3 separate regions of the Mus musculus genome follow, and regions 1 and 2 are each linked to region 3. The links are chromatin contacts, called in public Hi-C and HiChIP or PLAC-seq maps. All regions are on one chromosome and are shown on one strand. The core of a region is the stretch at or near the end of the contact, and the rest is flanking DNA. Distances in the headings are between cores, read along the strand shown. Region 1 overlaps Gm39880 (a long non-coding RNA gene). Region 2 overlaps Gm39880 (a long non-coding RNA gene). Region 3 overlaps Gm13817 (a long non-coding RNA gene).

The links. Hi-C and Micro-C count contacts between places; a contact is called where the count stands out from the background. HiChIP or PLAC-seq counts read pairs in DNA pulled down with a chosen protein or histone mark.
Region 1: a Hi-C map of cerebral cortex shows a contact between it and region 3, with 2.2 times the contacts expected there. The contact joins two enhancer-like sites. A contact is called at or near these places in 4 of 484 Hi-C or Micro-C datasets (cerebral cortex, cortical neurons, forebrain and 1 more), 10 of 115 datasets of contacts at active chromatin or transcription factors (astrocytes, differentiating embryonic stem cells, embryonic basal ganglia and 6 more) and 1 of 9 other capture datasets (embryonic stem cells).
Region 2: an H3K4me3 HiChIP or PLAC-seq map of forebrain shows a contact between it and region 3, with 4 times the contacts expected there. The contact joins two enhancer-like sites. A contact is called at or near these places in 2 of 484 Hi-C or Micro-C datasets (cerebral cortex and cortical neurons) and 9 of 115 datasets of contacts at active chromatin or transcription factors (astrocytes, embryonic basal ganglia, embryonic forebrain and 6 more).

The regions. Positions count from the first base shown.
Region 1 is chr2:92,811,204-92,814,552 of GRCm38.p6, reverse strand. The region is part of intron 1 of Gm39880 (a long non-coding RNA gene); the gene reads right to left. Gm13791 (a long non-coding RNA gene) reads left to right here. Exons shown (of 5, transcript XR_001783401.2): 5 at 1,469-1,606. Gm32413 (a long non-coding RNA gene) reads right to left here. Exons shown (of 2, transcript XR_374794.3): 2 at 2,834-3,349. Among named protein-coding and RNA genes, the nearest start is that of Gm32413, 6.0 kb to the right of the region's middle. Within about 2 kb of position 1,357, at least 19 of the 459 cell types and tissues checked have an H3K27ac peak or open chromatin away from gene starts, as enhancers often do. A contact at or near this core is called in cerebral cortex and cortical neurons, where this site is marked.
Region 2 is chr2:92,844,125-92,847,762 of GRCm38.p6, reverse strand. All of the region lies in intron 2 of Gm39880 (a long non-coding RNA gene), which reads right to left. The region is part of intron 4 of Gm13791 (a long non-coding RNA gene); the gene reads left to right. Among named protein-coding and RNA genes, the nearest start is that of Gm32413, 39 kb to the right of the region's middle. Within about 2 kb of position 2,067, at least 42 of the 459 cell types and tissues checked have an H3K27ac peak or open chromatin away from gene starts, as enhancers often do. A contact at or near this core is called in cortical neurons and forebrain, where this site is marked.
Region 3 is chr2:92,528,266-92,531,790 of GRCm38.p6, reverse strand. It overlaps Gm13817 (a long non-coding RNA gene), which reads left to right. Exons shown (of 4, transcript XR_374783.4): 3 at 1,348-1,477; 4 at 1,931-3,525. Among named protein-coding and RNA genes, the nearest start is that of Gm13817, 11 kb to the left of the region's middle. Within about 2 kb of position 2,255, at least 201 of the 459 cell types and tissues checked have an H3K27ac peak or open chromatin away from gene starts, as enhancers often do. A contact at or near this core is called in cerebral cortex, cortical neurons and forebrain, where this site is marked.

The sequences.
Region 1 (3,349 bases), core at 108-2,607, 280 kb before region 3:
TCACCCTCTTATAAAATGCCAACGAGCTGCCAGGCATGCCTGTGCATGAAATGATTGCCTGGGTTCCCCCTCTTCCCCAGGCCCACATCTGACTTGGAGGGAGACGCATCCCCACTTGCTCTTCTTAGGATATGCTGTGTGTGAGCACAGGCTTGACCTGGCTCAAATCTGGCTCCGTCCACTAGGTTTCCCTGGAGCCTCAGCCATCTCCTTGAACCTCAGTCTCAGCAGCCACAGAGGCCAGGGGCGTGAAACAGCTATGCCCATTCGTTTCCCCTTTCTGGGCTTCCTCTGAGCTCTCAGCATCTGCTCTTGACCACAGCCCTCATCTGGAATGTCTCTTTCTGGCATGTCTCTTGCAATGGGACACTTGTGCCTCCTCTCTCTTTGGGGTGTCCCCTCCCCAGGAGATTGGTGCTCTCAGGAGGTAGCCTCTGTGCCTGTCTCCTATCTGCTTCCTCAGAGATCTTGGGTCTGCACACAGGGCCCTCAAGGACAACCCACTGGGGTCCCTCAGATGGAGTATGTATATGTAAAGTTCTCTTCTGGCTCTGCCTCCACTGGGTTCACCCAAAGGCACTTTGAAGAAGCTGTCATATGAAAGATACAACTGTATTCAGCACACACTATGTGGACTTGGGATTCTGACCTTGGTGTGGGTTGACTGAAGCCATCAGCTACTGTGGAACTGATTGTGTGTGTGTGTGTGTGTGTGTGTGTGTGTGTGTGTGTGTGTCTGTGTCTGTGTGTCTGTGTATTATTTGCCTTCAAGAAAGTAAAACAATGTTTTCTTTTCATATGCAATATGAAATAGACAATAGCAACAATGAAAACTATGCAACTGGACTGGTCTCAGTTTACTTTACCTCAGGGTTTAAGGCAGGAGGGCAAAAATCTAGAGCCATCTGCACTGGGACAGGTGTGAGGAGGGCTAGGTGGGGAAGCACGAAGGGGCTTATCAGTACAGCTGCCCCTGACAGCCGCTCTTGGGTCTGCATTCTAGGCAGCAAGCAGCTCCTCCATCTCTCGGTTGGAGTTATTAATGAGAATTATTCATTATTGAACAGCTAATGCTTCTTTGCAGTTGACACATTCAAAAACAAGCACCAAAAGGACGCAGAGTTAAAGGTCGCCCTCTGTCCCAGTTCCCCTTCCTGGAGGCAGCCAGGGCTGCTGTCCTTTGTGTGTTCTTCCAGATACAGCGTGTTTACGCTGGAGGAAAACTATTTATGCTCTGTGTTTGTGTGCTTAAATCCGTGTGTTTCCTTCAGTCGTACGCAATGGTGGCAGCCCGTGTCTGCCGTTCTGCCCCGTGCTTCTTTGCTTTGTGCTGGGTTGGAGGTGGGAGCTTACTAATTTGCAGAGCACCATGGTTACCCATGTGTCTGTTATAGAACAGCTCTTGCTTTATTTAGCCTGTCCTCCCTCCATGGACACACAGGTTATTCTTTTTTATTTTTTTTTTCAGAGGCAGTCTTCTCCAAGTCCGCATCCTCCGTGGCCCAAGCTCATTTGAAGGGGCAGATGATGTTGTTACCTGGTAGCCCCTGCAGCTGTCACCCCTGCAGCTCCCCCAATGCACCATCTGCTCCAGCTATGGCTCGTTTTCAGGCAAGTTGTTACAGGAACCTCCAGGGGTCACCTTTCACAGTCCTCTGCACCCCCAAATCCAGTGCGTCCTTTGAGTTCTACAAGAGACCCTGGCACATCTGCCGGCCCTCCTTGACTAATAGCACTTCTTGGGTCAGAGGCTTCACCATGGCTTGGACCACTGCAATAGCTGCCTTTCATGTAATGGAACACCAGACAAGGTCCATTCGGGAAAGAAATCTCAAGTCTCCATTCCTGCCCCGTTCCCCTCCCGTCGTGCTATGATTCTTGTTACTCTACACCCATCCAACTTTTATCCCATCGCCTACTGTGCCTTCTCTAGGGCACCATCCACACTCAGATCCCTCCCACAGTCCTAATTCCCTTTTCAGTCAAGTTCCAAAGTTAAACAGCATTTTCCCCAAGAAGGCTGCTGTGGCATACCACCTTAAGGAGGTTATTCATCCATCATTATACCTTCTCTATGGATTTAACTCAGTTGCCATAACAAGTAGAGATCTGCTTTTGTGTCTCTGCAAAGGCCACCTTCTCCACAGGAATAGCAGAGTCATCTGGAGGTTTAGGGACATTTGTCGTCCCCTAGGGAGTTAGCAGTGTCTCTATAGTTAAGTCTGGGTTCAGCCATGGCTATAGGCAGGCAGAGGGGAAAATAAAGCAAGACAGAAACAGACCTGTTGTCTTAAAGGCACTGGCTTGGATGAGGCACACACCTTTTCTGCTCAGATCCCATTGTTAGGAATCTCAGGCTGGAAAGTATGGTCTCTCTGGGCAGCCATGTCCACACTGATAACTGTACCTTTCTGGGAGGAAGGCATGCATGGAATTCAGTGGGTATGGAGGAATCTTCTGTTGTGGCCTCTAGGAGACCTTGTGGAGAAGCAGGTAACCCAGGGTTTGGGTGGGTGACTCAAGAACCCCAGGCGACCATCATCCAGGCTGTGAACCATTCTGTGCCTGGTTCTCTGCTGCTCTGTACTAAGGGGACAGTCCTTGGGCTCTCAGTCTCTGTTTTCTCTGACCATGCCTGTGGACTGGGCCTTCTCTAAGATCTCTCTCCTCTTTTGTGCCAGGTCGGTGATAATCAGGCTCATGGTTGAGCACTGGAGCTCAGTTAAGAGCCCCATCAGCAAATAAAAGTCACAGCGCCTCATGGGAGCCATGCAGACAGACAAACCTTCCAGTATCCGAGAAGCGCCTTTGAAGACAGATGCAGAGAGATGTCTTTTTTTTTTTTCATTTTCTTGTGTTATTTTTTTTTGCATTTGATGTAAAATTTGGCAAAGTGTTCAAGACACAAATCTTAAATGTTCCATTAACCAAACGAAACCTCTCGTGACTGGCTGTACTATGTATTAGATGTTATATACAGTAGACCACTACATCAGTAGTTTATGCACTTGAGCTATTTCAGGGTCGTTACATCATGAAATGAAACCTCAAGAAGTTCAATAAAATGTAGAACAATACAATTACAGATGTGTATCATTAAGTTTTCACAAATATTTTAGGAAATACTATCATAGTTTATATAGATATATATAAAACTTGGGAAAAAATCTTAAGTCCTTTTGGTGATATAGCAAGGCAGTATGTTCATTTGTAAAGTGGAAGTCCTGTTAACACGTCTGCATCGTTGACCTTCCAAAGGCTACAAACTGGCTGTTCAGTGCTGAGGCTCTCATCCCAGCTATTTCCTCTTCACATGCAGAAGATTATCTTTGTCATCCTTGACTGTCAC
Region 2 (3,638 bases), core at 818-3,317, 320 kb before region 3:
GTATATACTATACTATATACGGTACGCGGTACGCGGTACGCGGTACACGGTACGCTATATGCTATATACTATATACTATATACTATATACTATATACTATATACTATATACTATATACTATATACTATATACTATGGACCTGGGAGGAGAACAAGGACATGTTCACCTCTCAAAACTCAGCTGAACAAACAGGCTACAACAACCTCAAATTCTTCTTGCAAGTTGAGCAAAGGAAGAAGGCTGCAAAACAAGTGTGTGGGGGGGTGTGAGTCAGAAGGAGTGAGGACAAGGAGGTGGTTGTCAGGGAGGGCCTGTGCAGGGTGAGTTCCTCTCCTGTGGAGCCCGAGGCACGGAGGTCAGGCTCCATGAACATGGCTGCCTAAGCTGCACACATTCCCCTACTCCTCCTCCCACTCCAAGCTGTTGGAGACTCTTGTGTTGACCTGATACCATCCTGGCAGGAATGAAGACTATAGACAAAATGCCCCCCACCCCCTACCCCCACTGGGAGCTGGGAGAAGGGAAAGTCGAAGCCTGGTGACTCCAGGGAAGAGATTTCACACAATGGCTCTGAGAAGCTGCTGGGCAGACAGGAGCCCAGAGACGAGAAAGGCAGGACCACACCTTGAGTAGGGTTGCTTGACCCACTTACCTCTTCCTCCTATTTAAACCTGAACCTCGTGTGAGGCCCCAGAGATGGAGTTGGAGGAGCGGCAGAACTCTGAGTTCCTCTGCCCAGTGCTCTCACATTTAATGATTTTCCTCTTTTCTGCTTTTCACTGTTGCTTTCCTGTTCAATTGGCCTCTTGAGAACTAGTGACTGAGCCTGGGTGAAGCCTCTGACCCTAACAATTCTGAGGACAGAATTCTGGGAACTGACCTGGAAGTCCCTTGGAAGGTCTTTGGGAAGGAGGGAGAGGACGGCCATGAGAAAGGCTCTGGATGTAAAAGACTGACTGGGCTTCAGTACCCACATGCTCTGGGCACACAGGCCTTGGGCCTTGAAATCCAGACAGTGCCCAGGGCTTCCATTAACCTTTCCCTGGGAGAGAACGCTGAGATACAGGTCTCTGAGGAGGGAAGGCTCTGGAGCTGCTCGGTATCAAAATGCTTTGCTTTACGGTCCGTTCGTGAATTAGGGGGTGTTTACAGGGAGGGGATGATTTAGACTCAGGGGAGTCTGCTGCTAATAGAAGGCATCATTGAATCTCAAAGTCTATTAGAGACTGTTGTCCTACATCTTGTGCGATGACATTTTGCTACCCGGCTGACCTGACTCTTGTGTTTGCCTTTGTATTGGGATACCTCTCTTCCTTTATTCCTCTCTTTTCTTCATTGTGCTTTAAATATTAGATTTCCCTCCCTCCCTATAGCCGAGTCAAAAAAGGCTTTAAGGTAGGCAAAATACCAAAGAGGGGCATCCAGAGATGGTAGCACTGTGTGTCTCTGACCCAGGGCCTCTAGGCTCTTTGTTTCCTGTGAGACCTCCAGCAACAAGTGTCCTGTAACAAGTGTTTCTGTATTTAGGTAGGGGTGGCACTGTATATTTCATTGTATGCATGTGTGTTTTGTATGTGGGCCACATATGCATATGTGTTTGTTGGTTATGGGTGCATGCATGCAGGGGTTTGCAAGTGTGCATGTGTGTGCGTGTACGTGTGTGAGACAGGGTCTTGCACCAAGTCTAGAGCTCACTAATACGACTAGACTACCTGGCCAGCAAGTCCCAGAGGTCCTCATGCTTGTACAGCAAGCTCTTTGATGACTGAGCCATCTCCTGGCCTAAGTCCCATCCAGTTCTTAGTCATTTTGCCCCAACCATTACTGTTAAGACTTTTGATCCCTCATCAGACATGCTGGTCCTGGGGGTTCATTTCCAGAGTGCCTGCTCCTCAGAGGACACTCTTGGCAGTGACTCTAGTAATCTCCAAACACAAAAAAAAGGGACTGAAGTGCACCAAAAGCCACCCTACTGCCTCTGGAGAGGGCAGCCCAGTGCCACTCCATGAGGGACCGCCCCCCTCCAAGCCCCAAGAGTAAGAACAGCCCTTTCTCTTCCCAGAGTCTGAGATCTGGCCCTTGGCCTGGTGAGAGCAGCCTTGCTCTGTGGTCCAGTTTACTGGTGACCTCTGTCCAGGCACTACTGAAACCAGCTGGGGGCCTGGCCCACGCCTACCGCCCAGCCCGCCGGAATGAAGGCCTCTTCTTTTGAGCAAATAGTTTGCACATTGACATCTAGAAAATGAAAGCATTTGTAGTGGCGGGGTGCCCAGCTTCTCCCTGTGGTCTCTGGAAAAGATTTCGTGAGAGAGAATGGTACAAGGTCTTTCCATCTGATCCTCCCTCCAGGCCGGCAGCACAGAGCTGTGGGGAGCCTGTCTTCCTTCCCTGGCACCCCACAGTTTGCTATTGTCCCATTGGTCTCCTCTTTGAGTTGAACAAGGCGGGCAGACAGGCCAAGGGATATATTTCAACTGCCCTTGGCTGTGTTTATAATCACAGACATGAAAAGGGAGGAAGGAGATTGAGTTTATAGGATGGGTTCTTTGTGTAAGCTCATTTATCTCTCTCGAGCAGCAGTGGGCTGAGTGAGTTTCCTTTTTGTTTCCAATTCGGGAAACTGAAATATGAATCTATGCTGATGAGAGAAGAAAGGAATTGAAAGAGGCATAAATCTTATCTTCCGAGCCCTCCGTCGGCTTCTGTGAAGAAGGGGCTCTAGACTGGTAATTAACTGCTTTGTGGCTGAAGAATAGCATCCAGCCACATTGGATAAAAGGCTGGAGGGAGGCGCAGGGCTAACCATGAGCAGTGTCCCCCAGCCTGACATGTCACCTAGATCCCAGCTCTCAGAGTCAGCCTGGGAGGTGTTTGGCCCCTTTCTGTACCACGTACAGAGGGCATCGCTCAGCCAGTGGTTGCACAGAGGTATCCTGGATGCCACTTGGACTTATTGCCAACTATATTCCAATCCTTGCCCAGGACCTACTAGGTGCTTAGGGAGATCTGATGGGTAGTGACTGCCACCTGGTAGCACTCATGCAAGTTCTTGTTTCTCTCTCATCCCTGTGGTAGAATTGTAAGAGTGTAGATAAGTCACTTGTCACCATGCCTTGCACATGGCAGGGGATCAGTCCATGGAGCTGTTGACCACACTGCAGAATGTAAGTTCATGGAGCACACAGACTTGTGATAGTCTTCAGTGTTCACAAGGCTTACAGTGAACACTCTGCACCTCAGCTCACACACATCTGTCCTGGAGGCCACCCCTCCTATATTAGCACCAGAGGAGTGACTGCCTACCTCCTGTCCTTCCCATTGGGTGTCACTTCAGTTCCCTGGATCTGAGCCCCCGAGCTCTGTCTCCCCACCGAGCACAGGCAGATCCCCTGAACAGCTGTGCATGCCTCTGTCTCCTTGAAGCAGAAACCTCTCAGGCGCACTGAGGGCCCAGTGAATCATACACCCTCAATTCAGACAGCTGCCCAGCAGGTACCCCTTTAATACTTACTAAGGGTGTGACAGAGCCATGTAGCAAAGTCACCACCTCCCTTGCTCACATACCTATTCCATACACAGAGCCTGAGGTCCAGAGGGCCTCTGGTGTTGGAAGAAGCCCCTGGGTTAGTTAGTTTTAA
Region 3 (3,525 bases), core at 1,006-3,505:
TGAGTGGAGGTAGGATGGGAAGACTGGCCCCTGCAAAAGGATGCTGCAGGGCTGGAGATGAGACTAAAGTGGTTGTAATGGGGACAAGAATGAGAGAATCATCTTAGTCCCAGCTCAGTGTGGCCACTAGGGGTCCAAAGTAGTGTTTCTAGGTATAGGCAGCCACTCCAGCTAGTACACACAACCTATACACACACATGTACACATACACACACACATACATACACACACATACATACACATATACACATACACTCATAACACACACTCACACACACACACTCTCATACATACACACACATGTATGTACACATACACACACATACACACACACATACATACACACACATACATACACATATACACTCATACACACACACACATACAGAAAAACATATATACACATATACACACACATACACATACAGACACAGACACAGACACAGTCACACACACTATATTATGGGCCAGTCAACTGGCTCAGTGTGTAAAGGCCACTACACCTCATATTCTGAGTTTGTTTGATGTCGTGCACACATCAGGTGGAAGCAGAGAATGAGCTCCTGCAGGTTGTCCTGCCCTCCTCTCAGGCACCATGACAGGAGCACACACATTAAACAAAAATAGAATATAAAAATGTATGGCTTTCTTTTTAATTTTATGTATATATGCATACATACATATATAGAGAAAATTCATGTGTCTAAAATGCTACCTTGCTTTAAAATGTACCATCAAATCTCCTCCCCACTCCTCCACTGCTCTACCGAATCTTTTCTTGCACTACAATGAGCATGGCCCTGAGAGGTTTGTATGCCTCCGTTGCTGGTTACTATGGCTACCACAGTGCAATGCCTAAAGAAAGCAGCTTCATAGGAAAAGGCTTGTTTGGCTCACAGCTTTGGAGGCTCAAAGATCACACTTGAGTGGGCAGCACTCTGGGGCCACCCTCTGGAGACGGTGTGGTGGCAGGGGTCACAGCGGCAGCAACTCTCCTGAGAAAGTAATGGAAAGCAGAGAGCAGGGTGGGGCCTGGCTTGCTCTTTCTGTAGCAGCCCTCTGCTGAGAACCAGCCTGGGGTCCTCACCAAGCCCCTCCATCCCTGTAATCTCACTAAAAGGACTCTATGCCTGCCTGATGATTGTAACCTAGAAACCAGTTGTCTTGTGCACTGTTGCCTAAAACTCCACCCGGTGATAATTAAATGAATCAGGCACCCCCTGACACATTTTCACAATGCTTTGTCTGCCAAAAAAAGTTTGTGTATTTTGCATAGGAGGTGAAGGTTGAGATCAGATGAATAGAGGGAGTCGGAATGAAAACTAATTCCAAACCATTTTCACTTAGAAACCCTCCTGGTGCAGACAGCAAAAGGCCTGTTTCAAGTGAGGGATGGCTAGTTCAAGGACAGGAGGGTGACATCACAAGGACCAATCTGTAAGCCAGAAGACTCAGAAGACTAAAAAGGCAAAATTAGGTGTGGAGTGGAAAGGGAGGGGGAAGCCCAGGAGTGTTTGCAATTCTGGATCTTAAGGCCATTTAAATTTTAAAGTTACTGGGGGCGGGAGACAGCGTGTATGCCATAACTGCATGGGCAGAAGTCAGAATAAACCTGGAAGGAGTTTATTCGTTCCTCCTACCATGTGGGTTCCGGACATCCAACTCAGGATGTGAAACTTGCGGGATGAGCAAGCAACTCGCTGAGTCATATCTCTGGTCCTTAGGGCCATTTTCTAACTCAACGAGCAACACATACTTTTTTATTCATTCTACAAATAGAAGTTAAACACCCCCTTCGGGGTATAGGTAATTCAGGACAAGCCTGGCTTGGCAGTCTTCTCGCTGGTTGGTGCCTAGTGTGTGTTCTAGGTGGGTCAGGGCTCATCCAGGCTGACAGTCTCTCACCGTCCTTGTCCTCTCCCTTGTCTAGGTAGCAGGGGTTACCTGCTCAGAGCAGAGACAGATGGGAAATTTCTGTCATCATTAAGGTTTTATTGACCAGCGCGGCTGAAATTTCCCAGAGAGAGGAATTCATCTCGCTACCGACTGAGAGCAGACATCCTGCTGGGAGTAGTTACATAAATTCTGTTGCTCAAATTAATTAGGATTGTGATTCATTTGTTTAATGAAGAATCTGATGGCGAGAGGCAAGGCAGCCTAGCCTTGCCGAGTTCAGCCAATCCCGGGTGATAGTGCGGCAGATGGGGTGGGACCAGGCCTGGAGCTGGCTGCCGATGGGCAGAGACAACCAACCAGAATGCAGAGCTGAAGCCAGTGGGAGCCGCTGCTGTCCCCTCCAAAGCTGGTGGCTGGAGAGACGCAGATTCCCAGCTTAAAGCTTTCCCAGCTTCGCCGCCGCCCAGAGGCTTCCGGCCTCCTGCTTCCTCTGTGCGGAACAACTGCGAACAGCTGAAACACACGCCTCATTAGCACCGACCGTCCACCCATTTCCTCATGCCACCCCCAAACGCCAGACTTTATGCTTCTTGGAACACAAAGTAGGGACAGGTAGAGCACCGGCCTGTCCCACCTGCTTCGAAAAGACCCCTCCCCTCTACCCAGACTTCCCTGCCTGCGAGTGGAAGGGCAGCCCCATTCCACAGTCGCCTCTGGAAGCACCTTCCCCAGGTTCTGTGATCCTGGCTCTCAGCCGCAGTTGTAGAGGTAAGAGGCAGGTAGGCGGCCGGAGAAAGGTAGCCCCGGGTGAGGCTGGAGAGAAGCAGGAACTGCACAACTCCAGGAGACGGTGACTGATTGATCGACTATGTAGGTAACACTCTTTGGGATAAGATTTAAAAGATGCTCCCTAGCATCCCTAGAGAAAAAGGTCAAGTCAGATGTTTTGAGTGAGTCTGAGGGATTTGTTGAAGTGGATGCTGGAGAAGAAGAGAAGTCAGGTAAGCTTGGGACTTTTATTTATTGATGCCACGTCTGCAGGAGTCCTTCCTGGGAGCCATGTTTTCTTTCTAGATGCCCCCACTTCTTATTTGGACTGGACCTGGAAAGCCACAGGTCAGACCCAGCAGGACTTTTAATGAATCAGAACGAACTATTACACGGGCATGTGTCCTGATATCTTCCCCCACACTACCTAGATGCCTCTCCTGGATCAGTTACAGCTCACTTAAAAAGAAGCAGAGTCCACAAATGGAATGAACTGTGACGCAAATGTTTGCCTGCTAGACCTTGGATTCCCTGTCCTCAAAAGGTGCCTGCGGTCATCTGACTCCATTCAGTGGCCAAGGGAAATCTTAAGCATGAATGTATCTTGTCACTGTTCTTTAACTCTCTGAAAGATTTCCCAACACAGAAGTTAAAACAGTAAAGCCATCCAGCCTAAGGTGAGGTGATCTGACACATCTTCCTCTAGTTAATACGGCCCCTTCTACAGCCCTCTTGCTGGTTGCCCTCTGCCTGACCCACTGTTTCTCCCTGAGGCACCCCATAACTCCACAAAGTGTTCCCACCCCTTGGGAGGCCCTGGCTGCTCTCCTTCCCTGGGTTGTGTTTGGGGTGTGGCTATAT